Linked DNA regions of Sus scrofa: region 1 is linked to region 2. Evidence: chromatin contacts called from public Hi-C data. All regions are on one chromosome and are shown on one strand. Each heading gives the region's core, a stretch centred on a gene start, on an enhancer-like site or on the middle of the called end of the contact. The rest is flanking DNA. Distances are from core to core; before and after follow the strand shown.

What was found. A called contact is a pair of places that touch in the nucleus more often than the background predicts.
Region 1: a Hi-C map of liver shows a contact between it and region 2, with 5 times the contacts expected there. The contact joins the promoter of LOC100520329 here to the promoter of G6PC in region 2. A contact is called at or near these places in 1 of 5 promoter capture datasets (liver), 7 of 47 Hi-C or Micro-C datasets (embryonic fibroblasts, fetal liver, liver and 1 more) and 1 of 2 datasets of contacts at active chromatin or transcription factors (skeletal muscle).

The regions. Positions count from the first base shown.
Region 1 is chr12:20,018,059-20,023,634 of Sscrofa11.1, reverse strand. It overlaps LOC100520329 (membrane primary amine oxidase), which reads left to right and starts at 2,128. Exons shown (of 5, transcript XM_021066973.1): 1 at 2,128-3,536; 2 at 3,539-3,877. The coding sequence starts at 2,279. It overlaps AOC2 (retina-specific copper amine oxidase), which reads left to right. Exons shown (of 4, transcript XM_003131393.4): 2 at 1-234; 3 at 471-600; 4 at 940-1,648. The coding sequence ends at 1,206.
Region 2 is chr12:19,972,142-19,978,138 of Sscrofa11.1, reverse strand. It overlaps G6PC (glucose-6-phosphatase, catalytic subunit), which reads left to right and starts at 2,356. Exons shown (of 5, transcript NM_001113445.1): 1 at 2,356-2,585. The coding sequence starts at 2,356.

The DNA.
Region 1 (5,576 bases), core at 879-3,378, 46 kb before region 2:
CCCTTGGAGTCCGGAGCACCAACTGCATCGCCCAGAGCTGACCCGGCAGGTCCTGAGAAGGGAGGACCTGACAGCTTTTCTCTGGGGGACCCCCCTTCCCCGCTACCTTTACTTGGCTAGCAACCAGACTAATGCCTGGGGTCACCAGCGCGGGTACCGAATCCAGATCCACAGCCCCCTTGGCATACACATGCCCCTGGACAGCGACATGGAGAGGGCCCTCAGCTGGGGGAGGTGAGGAGCACCCTGGGCACTGGGTGGCAGGGAAGGCCTGGTCCCCTTCCCATCCCTGCTCGTGGAGACCCCGACTCACTACTATTGGTTTCCCATTCATTCCCGGATGTCCTCTCAGATCCAAGTAGATATGGGATGGGAAATGGGCCCACACAGCATCTGATCCAAAGGACTTCTGGGCTGGTAAAGGCCCTTGACATTTTCTGACACCACCTTCCCACAACACTCCTGGTCAGATACCAGCTCGTGGTGACGCGGAGGAAGGAGGAGGAGTCACAGAGCAGCAGCATCTATTACCAGAATGACATCTGGACATCTGCTACGGCCTTTGCCGACTTCATCAACAATGAGACCCTCTTGGGAGAGGTTGGTAGGCCTGGGAGCAGGGGAGAGGGGCTCCCCTGGGCCTGGGGTCTTGGCTGCCTGGCCCCTGGCTGTGGGGCGGAGGGAATTGTAGGTTTCCAGGTCTTAGATTAAGGGCCAGGAAGTTGCCTAATGACCAACCTGGGCCATCCCTCCTGAGGTGAGATTAGCTCTGGAACACTGCCCACCCTGCACTGTTTCACAGGGGTCACTGCACCTGTTATTTGGACCCAGGGCAGGGCGGAGCTGGAGGCGGGGCAAGCCTGGAGGGTGGGGGTTGTGGCTGAGGGGAGGTTCTCCGGGTCTCGCCTCCAAAGTCTTCAGCTCCTCCTCTTCCTGCAGGATCTGGTGGCTTGGGTTACAGCCAGCTTCCTGCACATACCCCATGCCGAGGATGTCCCCAACACAGTGACTCTGGGGAACAGAGTTGGCTTCTTGCTCCGGCCCTATAACTTCTTTGATGAGGACCCCTCTGTCTTCTCTCCTGACAGCGTCTACTTTGAGAAGGGCCAGGATGCTGGGCGCTGCAGTGTCAATCATGTGGCCTGCATCCCCCACCTGGCGGCCTGTGTCCCGGACCTGCCCCCTTTCTCTTATCGAGACTTGTAGCCCTGAGTGTGTGTGTGCGCGTGCGCGTGCGTGCGTGTGTGCGTGTGTGCGTGCGTGCGTGCGTGTGTGTGTGTGTGTGTGTGTGGTGGGACCTAGAGGGGGGTTGCTGAGACTCGTACCTTCCTCTCTGTTCCACTTACTGCTTCCCTGATGCCTCTACCCTTGGGAAATAACTTCCTACCACATAAACCTCCATATATCCTTTTGGTTACTTCTTGTTTCCAGTTCATTTTTTAAAATGAGGAATTTATATAAATGATATTGTTGTCAAAATATCCAAGCAGAAACACTGCAAAACCCACCACTCTTCAACCTCTGGCGAACATTATCCCAGACATTTCTTTTATGCATGCACATTGACATCGAAGATGAGATAGAACTTTGTAAAAATTGATGGGTGTTTGTAATTTATAATAAAAATATTCCAAGATTTTTAGTTGAATTTCTTCTATTTGACTTTTGCAATATCTGGAATCCCCCAGAGAATATTAAGGACTCTGGCCAAGAAAATTAGCCGTGGAGGAAAAGGGGACAGACCTGGCCAAGAAATGCTGCTTGGGAAGCTGAAGGGCTGGGGGTGGGGGGTTTGGGGCAGGAGGACAGTAGTTCCAGGTTACAGGAAAGGGAACATCCTGCTCCGGGAGAGTGGGGGCTGGGGAAGAAGGGGGTCTGAGGGGGAGGGACTAGGGGCTGCCTCCTCACGAGTGGGGCATTTCTGTGCTCAGGCTGGTCAGCTGCATTATTTTGAAATCCCCACCACCCTTCCCCCCACCCGAGCTCTCCCCTGTTCCAACACTGAATTGGAGCTTTGAAGACAAAGCCATGTAAGGTCTGTGGAAATCGCTGCTGCCCTCCTTCAGGCCCGCCCTCCAAACTTGGCCCGCCCCCCACCCCCCAGCCTTCCCATGCTGTTCCCACCCTCAGTCTCCTTTGCGTCTGAATACTGGGAACCTCTGCCGGGGTCCAGGAGCCCCCACGACAGCGGCCAAAAGAGACCTACTATATTCTCTGCTGGCCTGAGAATACACATCTCCACTTTGGTTCAATCTTCTGTCTCTATGTTTATGGGACAATGAACCAGAAGACCACCCTCGTGCTCCTCGCTCTGGCTGTCATCACCATCTTTGCCTTGGTGTGTGTTTTACTAGCTGGCAGGGGAGGAGATGGAGGTGAACCCGGCCAGCCTCCCCACTGCCCCTCCGGAGCTCCGGGTGCCCAGCCCTGGACACACCCTGGCCAGAGCCAGCTGTTTGCAGACCTGAGCCGAGAAGAGCTGACGGCTGTGATGAACTTTCTGACCCAGAAGCTGGGGCCAGGCCTGGTGGATGCCGCCCAGGCCCGACCCGCAGACAACTGCATCTTCTCAGTGGAGCTGCAGCTGCCCCCCAAGGCGGCAGCCCTGGCCCACCTGGACAGGGGGAGTCCCCCGCCTGCCCGGGAGGCCCTGGCCATCATCTTCTTTGGCGGACAACCCCAGCCCAATGTGACCGAGCTGGTGGTGGGGCCGCTGCCCCAGCCCTCCTACGTGCGGGATGTGACTGTGGAGCGTCACGGAGGCCCCCTGCCCTACCACCGACGCCCCGTGCTCATGCGAGAGTACCTGGACATCGACCAGATGATCTTCCGCAGGGAGCTGCCCCAGGCTGCTGGTCTCCTCCACCACTGCTGCTTCTATAGCAGCCAAGGTCAGAACCTGGTGACCATGACTTCAGCCCCCCGTGGTGTGCAGTCAGGGGACCTGGCTACCTGGTTTGGCCTCTACTACAACATCTCAGGGGCCGGGTTTTACCTGCACCCGGTGGGGTTGGAACTGCTGGTAGACCACAAGGCTCTGGACCCTGCCCTCTGGACCATCCAGAAGGTCTTCTTTCAAGGCCGCTACTATGAGAGCCTGGCCCATCTGGAGGAGCAGTTTGAGGCCGGCCTGGTGAACGTGGTGGTGATCCCAGACAATGGCACAGATGCGTCCTGGTCCCTGAAGTCCCGGGTGCCCCCAGGTCCAGCTCCTCCTCTGCAGTTCTATCCGCAGGGCCCCCGCTTCAGTGTCCAGGGGAGTCGCGTGGCCTCCTCGTTGTGGACTTTTTCCTTTGGCCTCGGAGCTTTCAGTGGCCCAAGGATCTTTGACATCCGCTTCCAGGGAGAACGACTAGCTTATGAGATCAGCGTCCAGGAGGCCTTGGCTGTCTATGGTGGAAATTCCCCAGCAGCAATCATGACGCGCTATATGGATGGCAGCTTTGGCATGGGCAAGTATTCCACCCCGCTGACCCGTGGGGTGGACTGTCCCTATCTGGCCACCTATGTGGACTGGCCCTTCCTTCTGGAGTCTCAAGTCCCAGGACACTACACGATGCCATTTGTGTGTTCGAACAGAACCAGGGCCTCCCTGTGAGGCGACACCACTCAGATATTCGCTCCCACTACTTTGGGGGCCTTGCAGAGACAGTGCTGGTCATCAGATCTGTGTCCACCATGCTCAACTATGACTACGTGTGGGACATGATCTTCCACCCCAATGGAGCCATTGAAGTCAAATTACACACCACAGGCTACATCAGCTCAGCCTTTCTCTTCGGTGCTGCCCGAAAATATGGAAACCAGGTTGGGGAGCACATCCTGGGCACCGTCCATACCCACAGTGCCCATTTCAAGGTGGATCTGGATGTGGGAGGTAAGATATGCCGCCAGAGGCAAGGGTTCCAGAAGAGGGGGCTGAAGATGATCTCTGTTTGCCTTGGGTTTTTTTGGAGGTTTTCCAGGGAAAGAAGTTCTGAGCATGCGTATGTGGGTTTTGGAGTTTCAAGTTTCCTCTTTTGCTGGATGGGAGATGGCGGGCTGAATTTTCCTAAGGTCTTAGATCATTGGCTGTGGGCAGAGCTGCCACCCACCCTCCCAGGACCTCGTCAGAAAATCTTGGGAAACAGCTAAACTCAGAGAGGAGGCAGAGGGGGGGCTAAGGGTCCCCTTTGCCCTCTCCCCTCCCTGGCACTGAAGCCCCACTTCAGCAAGGCAGACATAAGTTTTTCAGCTCATCTCTGTGTCATCTCTGTGTCTGGCCTGCTGTGCAGGTGTTTGGGAGGGTCTGTTTGCATTCTGCAGTGTCTCTGGCACTTGCAAGCCAGCCACGGAACACCCCAGGTTGTTTATTTCCTTGAGAAGGGGACCCTCCCCTCCCTGAGCTTCCATCTCTAAGCACAATACATTTAAGTGTGAGGGCTAAAGTGGATATTGTGGAACATTCCAGATAGTTCCTGGCGTTGGTGCTCATAGAAAGCCAAGACTACGTGATATCTTGGTGTTCTGGTCATTTCACTGTCCTTCCCCACATTGAGTTAATCACCAGATTTTTTCCTGTTCTGCCTCTGAAATAGTGCCAACCCCCTGTTGGCGCCAGCCTACTCTTTGCTGCTTCACTCTTCTTCTTCTCAGATCTGGGGTTCACCCTGCACCCAGAGGGACCTACCAGCCTATGCCATCCAGCTCCCTCACCCACTTCCCCTTTTCCCCATCACCTATAGGATCCTGTCCTAAGAAGGACCTACAAGGCTCTTCCCTTCAGAGTGTAGCTCCTGCCTGCCTTTCAGATCCTTCCCTGTGCTGCTTTAGCCACACTCACACCCTCCCCGTCCCTGAACACACACGCCACACGTGACAGTCAGGCTTTTTGCTTTTGCTCGTGGTGGTTTTTTTTTTTAATTTTTTTTTTTTTTTGCCTTTTTTTAGGACTGCACTTGCAGCATATGGAAGTTCCCAGGCTAAGGGTCAAATTGGAACTAGAGTTGCTGGCTCGCACTACAGCCACAGCAATACCAGATCCGAGCCACATCTGTAACCTCTACCACAGCTCATGGCCAAGCCGATCCTTAACCCACTGAGCAAGGCCATAGCCGAACCCATGTCTTCATGGATATTAGTTAGGCTCATGACTGCTGAGCCGCGACTGGAACTCCTGCTCAAGTTTTGCCCCTGCCTAGAATGCCCTGCCATGTCATCTCTGCTGGTGACACCTTCTAAGGCCAGGCTGAAATGTGGCCCAGGAAGGCCCCTCTTCCTGCCAGTACCTGTATTCCTCCAACCTTGACTCTAGAATGTGCTCCTCTCACACTGCAGGCCCCTCAGGGCTCTGCCTCTCTGGGACTCCTGTGAGAGCGGGAGGATAAGGATGATGCTTCCTTTATCAGAGGGTCCCCAGCGCCGAGCACAGGCCTCTCCACTAACATGTGCAGGGATGACTAGATGAAATCCTTGAAGAAATATTTCACAGGTCAACAGCTTTGGCCGAAAGACTAGGGCTATCCTGGGGAGAGGGGAGGGAAGCAGGGGGCACACTCACTCTGGCCTCTTCTTTGGCCCCCACTCTGGAGCCAGAT
Region 2 (5,997 bases), core at 1,107-3,606:
TCTAGTCCCCAGGGATCACCACAATAGTTACTCAATACTTTCGAGAAAGGCTTATCTGGGTAGAAGGAAGGGGTCACCTCCTCTTCAGGGGACACTACTTCTGGCCAAGCAGTCCCGACAATGCAGGAACCCCCCCCCCCATGCTACAAGTACGTGTGTCATTTGCAGCCCACCCATGGCCACCACCACTACCATTATCCCTGCTTTCCAAACTAGGCGTGGCGGGACAGAGCTGCTTGGACCAGCAGAGACAATGCGGTCAAGGGCAGTTGGATTCTGCTGGAGCTGGAAAGGAGCCTGGGGGGTGGAGATGACACTCCAGATCACAGCTCCTGGATGAGTCTTTAATCATTTCCAGCATGGAATGTGGTCAACCTTTGCTACAAACTCGTTTGCTCTGAGTTTCTTTGCCCTGTCCCCGAACTACCCCTTATAAAGCAACCATGGACTTACTAATGAGGAATTCAGGTGGGTTTTAACAAGTTCTAATCCCACTGGCTCTTATCTTTGAAAAGGCATCAGTGCATCACCTGAGTTCACCCCTGTTCCCTTCACAGTCTAGGTCACCTGAGAGTGAGGATTTGGTCTCTGTGCTGCTGCAGGATGGTTTCTGCTCCTGGGGGTGAGCAGGCAGCTTTGCTTCACTTAATTTGGTGTTTGCTACTTTATTTATTCCTTGTCTACATCCATGGCTGCAATAGCATTGTATTGACTTCCTGGTGACTATTTGTATATATCTATATCTGTATCAATCTATCTATATCGATCTATCTCTCTATTTCTCTATCTCTCTACAAGTACAAATGAAAGAAAGTTCACAATACAGAAGCCCAGAGTTCCCGTCGTGGTGCAGCAGAAACGAATCTGACTAGGAACCATAAGGTTGTGGGTTCGATCCCTGGCCTTGCTCAGTGGGTTAAGGATTCGGCATTGCCATGAGCTGTGGTTTAGGTTGCAGACGTGGCTTGGATCTGGCATTGCTGTGGCTCTGGTGTAGGCTGGTGGCTACAGCTCCGATTAGACCCCTAGCCTGGGAATCTCCATATGCCGCAGGTGCGGCCCTAAAAGGACAAAAGACAAAAAAATAAATAAATAAATAGAGAAGCCCTTTCCAGAGTCCCCAGTTTACTGGTGTTTTTATTTAAAACCATATATTCATCATATCGTTTTTCATGAACATACATTTACTTTATTGCTTACACTTAAGGACATTAAACAATTAACCAGTGCATTCAGCAATGATTATTGTCTGGCCCTAAGAGATATGGAGTCAATATTGGGAAGAGGATTTGATCCCCAAATCAGAGACATTTCCCAGACCCTAATTCAATTAAGAAAGCCCCAACAAGTAGTTCCTGCTTTAGCACAGTGCGTTAGGATCCAGCATTGTCTCTGTGGTGCGTGGGTTCAATCCCCAGCCTAGTGCAGTGGGTTAAGGATCTGGTGTTGCCGTGGCTGTGGCTTAGGTTGCAGCTGTGACTCAGATTCCATCCCTGGCCCAAGTAATTCCATATGCTGCAGGTGCAGTAGAAAAAGAAAAAATAATAATAATAAAGGCCCAGCAAGATGATAGTTCCCAGTACAAGAGAGCTTACAATATTTTATTTTATTTTAGTCTTCTTAGGGCCGCACCTGCGGCATATGGAAATTCCCAGGCTAGAGGTCGAAGCGGAGCTATACCAGCTGGCCTACACCACAGCCACAGAAACACCAGATCTGAGCCAAGTCTGCAACCTACACCATAGCTCACAGCAAAACCAGCTCCTTAACCCCATGAATGAGGCCAGGGATGGAACCCCCATCCTCATAGATACTAGTCAGATTTGTTACCACTGAGCCACAACAGGAACTCCAACATTTTCAAATTAATGATTTACCAGTTGAATAGCTAGAGCTCAGAGACTTTTCTTTGTCCCCAAATAAGTGAAGTTGCAGACTTAGGAAATCAGGTATCTTCGCAAGAACCAGCGTGGATTTAGACTCTGTCCTATGTTCTGGCCAGGTTTCAGAGCCAGAAGGGCAGCCCCTTGCACTGTCAAGCAGCAATGCCAAAGTTAATAATTGGCTGTGCCAGTCCATGGCTGATCAGGCTGTTTTTGTGTGCATGTTTTTCTATTTTACGTAAATCATGCTGAACATGTTTGCATCAACCTCCTGGTGATGCACCTTTGATCAATAGATTTTAGACAAAAGTGGTTTTTGAGTCCAAAGATCAGGGCTGGGTTGACCTACAGATTGGATACAGGGTGTATAAAACAGAGGCAAGGCGCAGGCTGATAGCAGAGCAATCAGTGCCAAGTCTGAAATAACTGAGAGGGCGCAGCCGAAGGCTTCCTGCGGGGCCAGCGAGTGAGGATGGAGGAGGGAATGAACCTTCTCCATAACTTTGGGATCCAATCAACGCGCTACCTCCAGGTGAATTACCAGGACTCCCAGGATTGGTTCATCTTGGTATCTGTGATCGCGGACCTCAGAAATGCCTTTTATGTCCTCTTCCCCATCTGGTTCCATCTTCAAGAAGCTGTGGGCATCAAACTCCTCTGGGTAGCTGTGATTGGAGACTGGCTCAACCTCGTCTTTAAGTGGTGAGTAAGAGCCAGACAAAGAGGAGACTGGCAAGGAAGGAGGCCGGCATTCTCTCTGGAAATGTCCGTCCACCGGAAGTTGCCTTCTCTGTGCTCTTCAGGAAGCCGCAGGTTACTCCCCTCGACTTCGGATCATCTGCCTAAAGAGGGAAGACAGAAAACCTTATCAGTGAGCTGAAGATACAGGAAAGGCCGTTTCATCTGGATGGACGGTCAGCTGGACCTAGTGAATTATAGGTTATAACCAAAGCAACAGTTTCACTACTTTGCAGCATAGGAGACATAAAGACACATGTATGAAAGAAGAGGGGTGAGGTGTGAAAAAAGGAAACATGCCGCAATTTAAAAATCTGTAGGGTGGGGTATTTAGAAATAATCCGGAGGTGGCCCTTGTTCAGACACCTACCAGCTGTATGTCCTAGGGAGCTCATAGCAAAACTCTGAGTTTCTGTTTTATAATCTGTAAACGTAGATTATCTCTGGCACCTTAACCATTATTATAATTATTAATATTTATTGAACATTTAGTATGTGCCTGGCCATGTGCTAAGTACTTTTCCCTAGGGTAGTTCCTACTATGTCATAGATGAAGAGACTAAGGAATTGAGTTAAACAACTAGAAAAACATAAGTAGTAAGTGTCAGAGGCAAGATTTGAGCCCAGGCAGGCTGGCTTCAGGGGCAAGGCTCTTAAGAATTATGTTTTAGGGAGTTCCCGTCGTGGCGCAGTGGTTAACGAATCCGACTAGGAACCATGAGGTTGCGGGCTCGGTCCCTGCCCTTGCTCAGTGGGTTAACGATCCGGCGTTGCCGTGAGCTGTGGTGTAGGTTGCAGACGCGGCTCGGATCCCGCGTTGCTGTGGCTCTGGTGTAGGCCGGTGGCTACAGCTCCGATTCAACCCCTAGCCTGGGATCCTCCATATGCCGCGGGAGCGGCCCAAGAAATAGCAACAACAAAAGACAAAAGACAAAAAGACAAAAAAAAAAAAATGAATTATGTTTTAGGAGTCTCTGTTGTGGTTCAGTGGGTGGAGAACCTGACACAGTGTCTATGAGGATGAAGGTTTGATCGTGGCCTTGCTCAGTGGGTTAAGGATCCGGCATTGCCACAGCTGCAGTGTTGCCACAAGCTGCAGTGTAGGTTGAAGAGGCAACTTGGAGCCAGTGTTGCTGTGGCTGTGGTGTAGGCCACAGCTGCAGCTCTGATTTGACCCCTAGCCCAGGAACTTCCATAAGTGCAGGTGTGAAAAGAAAAGCAAAAAAAAAAAAAAAAAAAAAAAAAAAAAAGGAATTATGTTTTATTCCTTGCCGATAAACCAGCTCTTCAGGGTAAAAAGCCCTGATTTTAGTATTTACCAGTTTCTACTGTGTGTATTACCTCATTGTGACTTTTTCCAAGCTACCGATGGGTCTGGCTTGCAAAAACCCTGCGTATTTGACAATTGTTAGCCAGGACCGGCTGACTCTAGCATATTACTGGTTTGGCCTCTATTTCTTCATCTAGAAAATGAAAAGGTTGGACCAGCTGCCCTCTAAGACCTTTCCCATCCCTGAAATTATCTTCGTTCACTGTCGGGTGATTCTTAAGGTCTCTTCTAGCTCTAATTTTCTTTGGCCGTAAATAAGAAAAGTCCTTTAGAGTAGGAAAGAAAACATTGTTATTGGGCTCAGAAGCCCAAAGCATATTGACGGGATCCTGAAACTTCTATTGAAAAACCCGAGATTTGTCTGTAACTTCCCGTGTTCAAAAGCATGATCTTTTACTTTTTTTTTTTTTAGGGCTGTACTCACAGCATATGGAGGTTTCCAGGCTAGGAGTCGAATCAGAGCTACAGCTGCAGGCCATAGCCCCAGCCATAGCAGCGCAGGATCCCAGCCACGCCTGTGACCTACAGCTCATGGCAACGCCGGATCCTTAACCCCCTGAGTGAGGCCAGGGATCGAACCCGAAACCTCGTGGTTCCTAGTTGAATTCATTTCTGCTGCCCCATGACGGGAATTCCAAGAACATGATCTTAAAAAATAAAAAGAGGGGGCGTTCCTGTCTCGGCTCAGGTTAACGAATCTGACTAGCATCCGTGAGGACGCAGGTTTGACCCCTGGCCTTGCTCAGTGGGTTAAGGATCCAGTGTTGCTGTGAGCTGTGGTGTAGGTCGCAGGCGAGGCTCGGATCCTGCACTGCTGTAGCTGTGGCGTAGGCCAGCAGGAACCTCCATGTGCCACGGGTGCAACTCTGAAAAGACAAAAAAATAAAATAAAATAAATTTTTAAAATAAAAAAATTAAAAGATAGGGAGTTCCCACTGTGGCTCTGCAGTTTAAGAGACCAACATAGTCTCCATGAGGTTTTGGGTTCAATCCCTGGCATCACTCAGTGGGTTAAAGATCCAGTGTTACTGCAGGCTGCTGTGTAGGTCGAAGATGCGGCCTGGATCCTGCACAGCCATGTCTGTGCTGTAGGCCTGCAGCTTCAGGTCCCATTCAACCCCTAGCCTGGGAACTTCCTTCTGTATGCCACAGGTGTGGCTGTGAAAAGGGAAAAAAAAATTAAAAAATAAAAAGATAAAGGGTTATTCCAAACATTTGTTCTCAGTTAAAGAACCATGTATTTTCTCGAAGTTAGTAGAGCTCAGAGTTAGTGGCCGCCCCTCATTTAAGTGAGAAATCACTGTCCCACCACCGCAGGACAGAGGAGGCCTCCCAACCAAACTTTCACACCTGTTTCCACAATGAAAACCATACTTTAAAAAAAAATTAGGAGTCCTGTCATGGCGCAGTTGTTAACAAACCCGACTAGGAACCATGAAGTTGCAGGTTCGATCCCTGGCCTCGCTCAGTGGGTTAAGGATCTGGCGTTGCCCCGAGCGTAGGCCGGCGGCTACAGCTCCAATTAGACCCCTAGCCTGGGAACCTCCATATGCCACAGGAAGTGGCCGTAGAAAAAGGCAAAAAGACACACACACAAAAAAAAATTATTTTATTTATGTATTTATTTATTTTTGTCTTCTTTTGAGGGCTGCACTTGTGGCATATGGAAGTTCCCAAGCTAGGGGTTGAATCGGAGCTATAGCTGCTGGTCTACACCACAGCCACAGCAACACAGGATCTGAGCCATATCTGCTACCTGCACCACAGCTCAGGGCAACGCCAGATCCTTAACCCACCGAGCGAAGCCAGGGATCGAACCCCCATCCTCATGGATACTCGTCGGATTGGTTTCCACTGCGCCACAGTGGGAACTCCTGGATTTATTTATTTATGTTTGACTAAATAACACCTTCAAATCGTTGCAAAATTCAAAAGTTATATAAAAAATCTCCCTTGCCCACCTCTTCCCAGCTGTCCAGTTCCCCTTCTTGGAGGCAGCCAGGCTACCAGTTTTCTGTGTAGAATCATAAGGACCTTCTCCTCCAG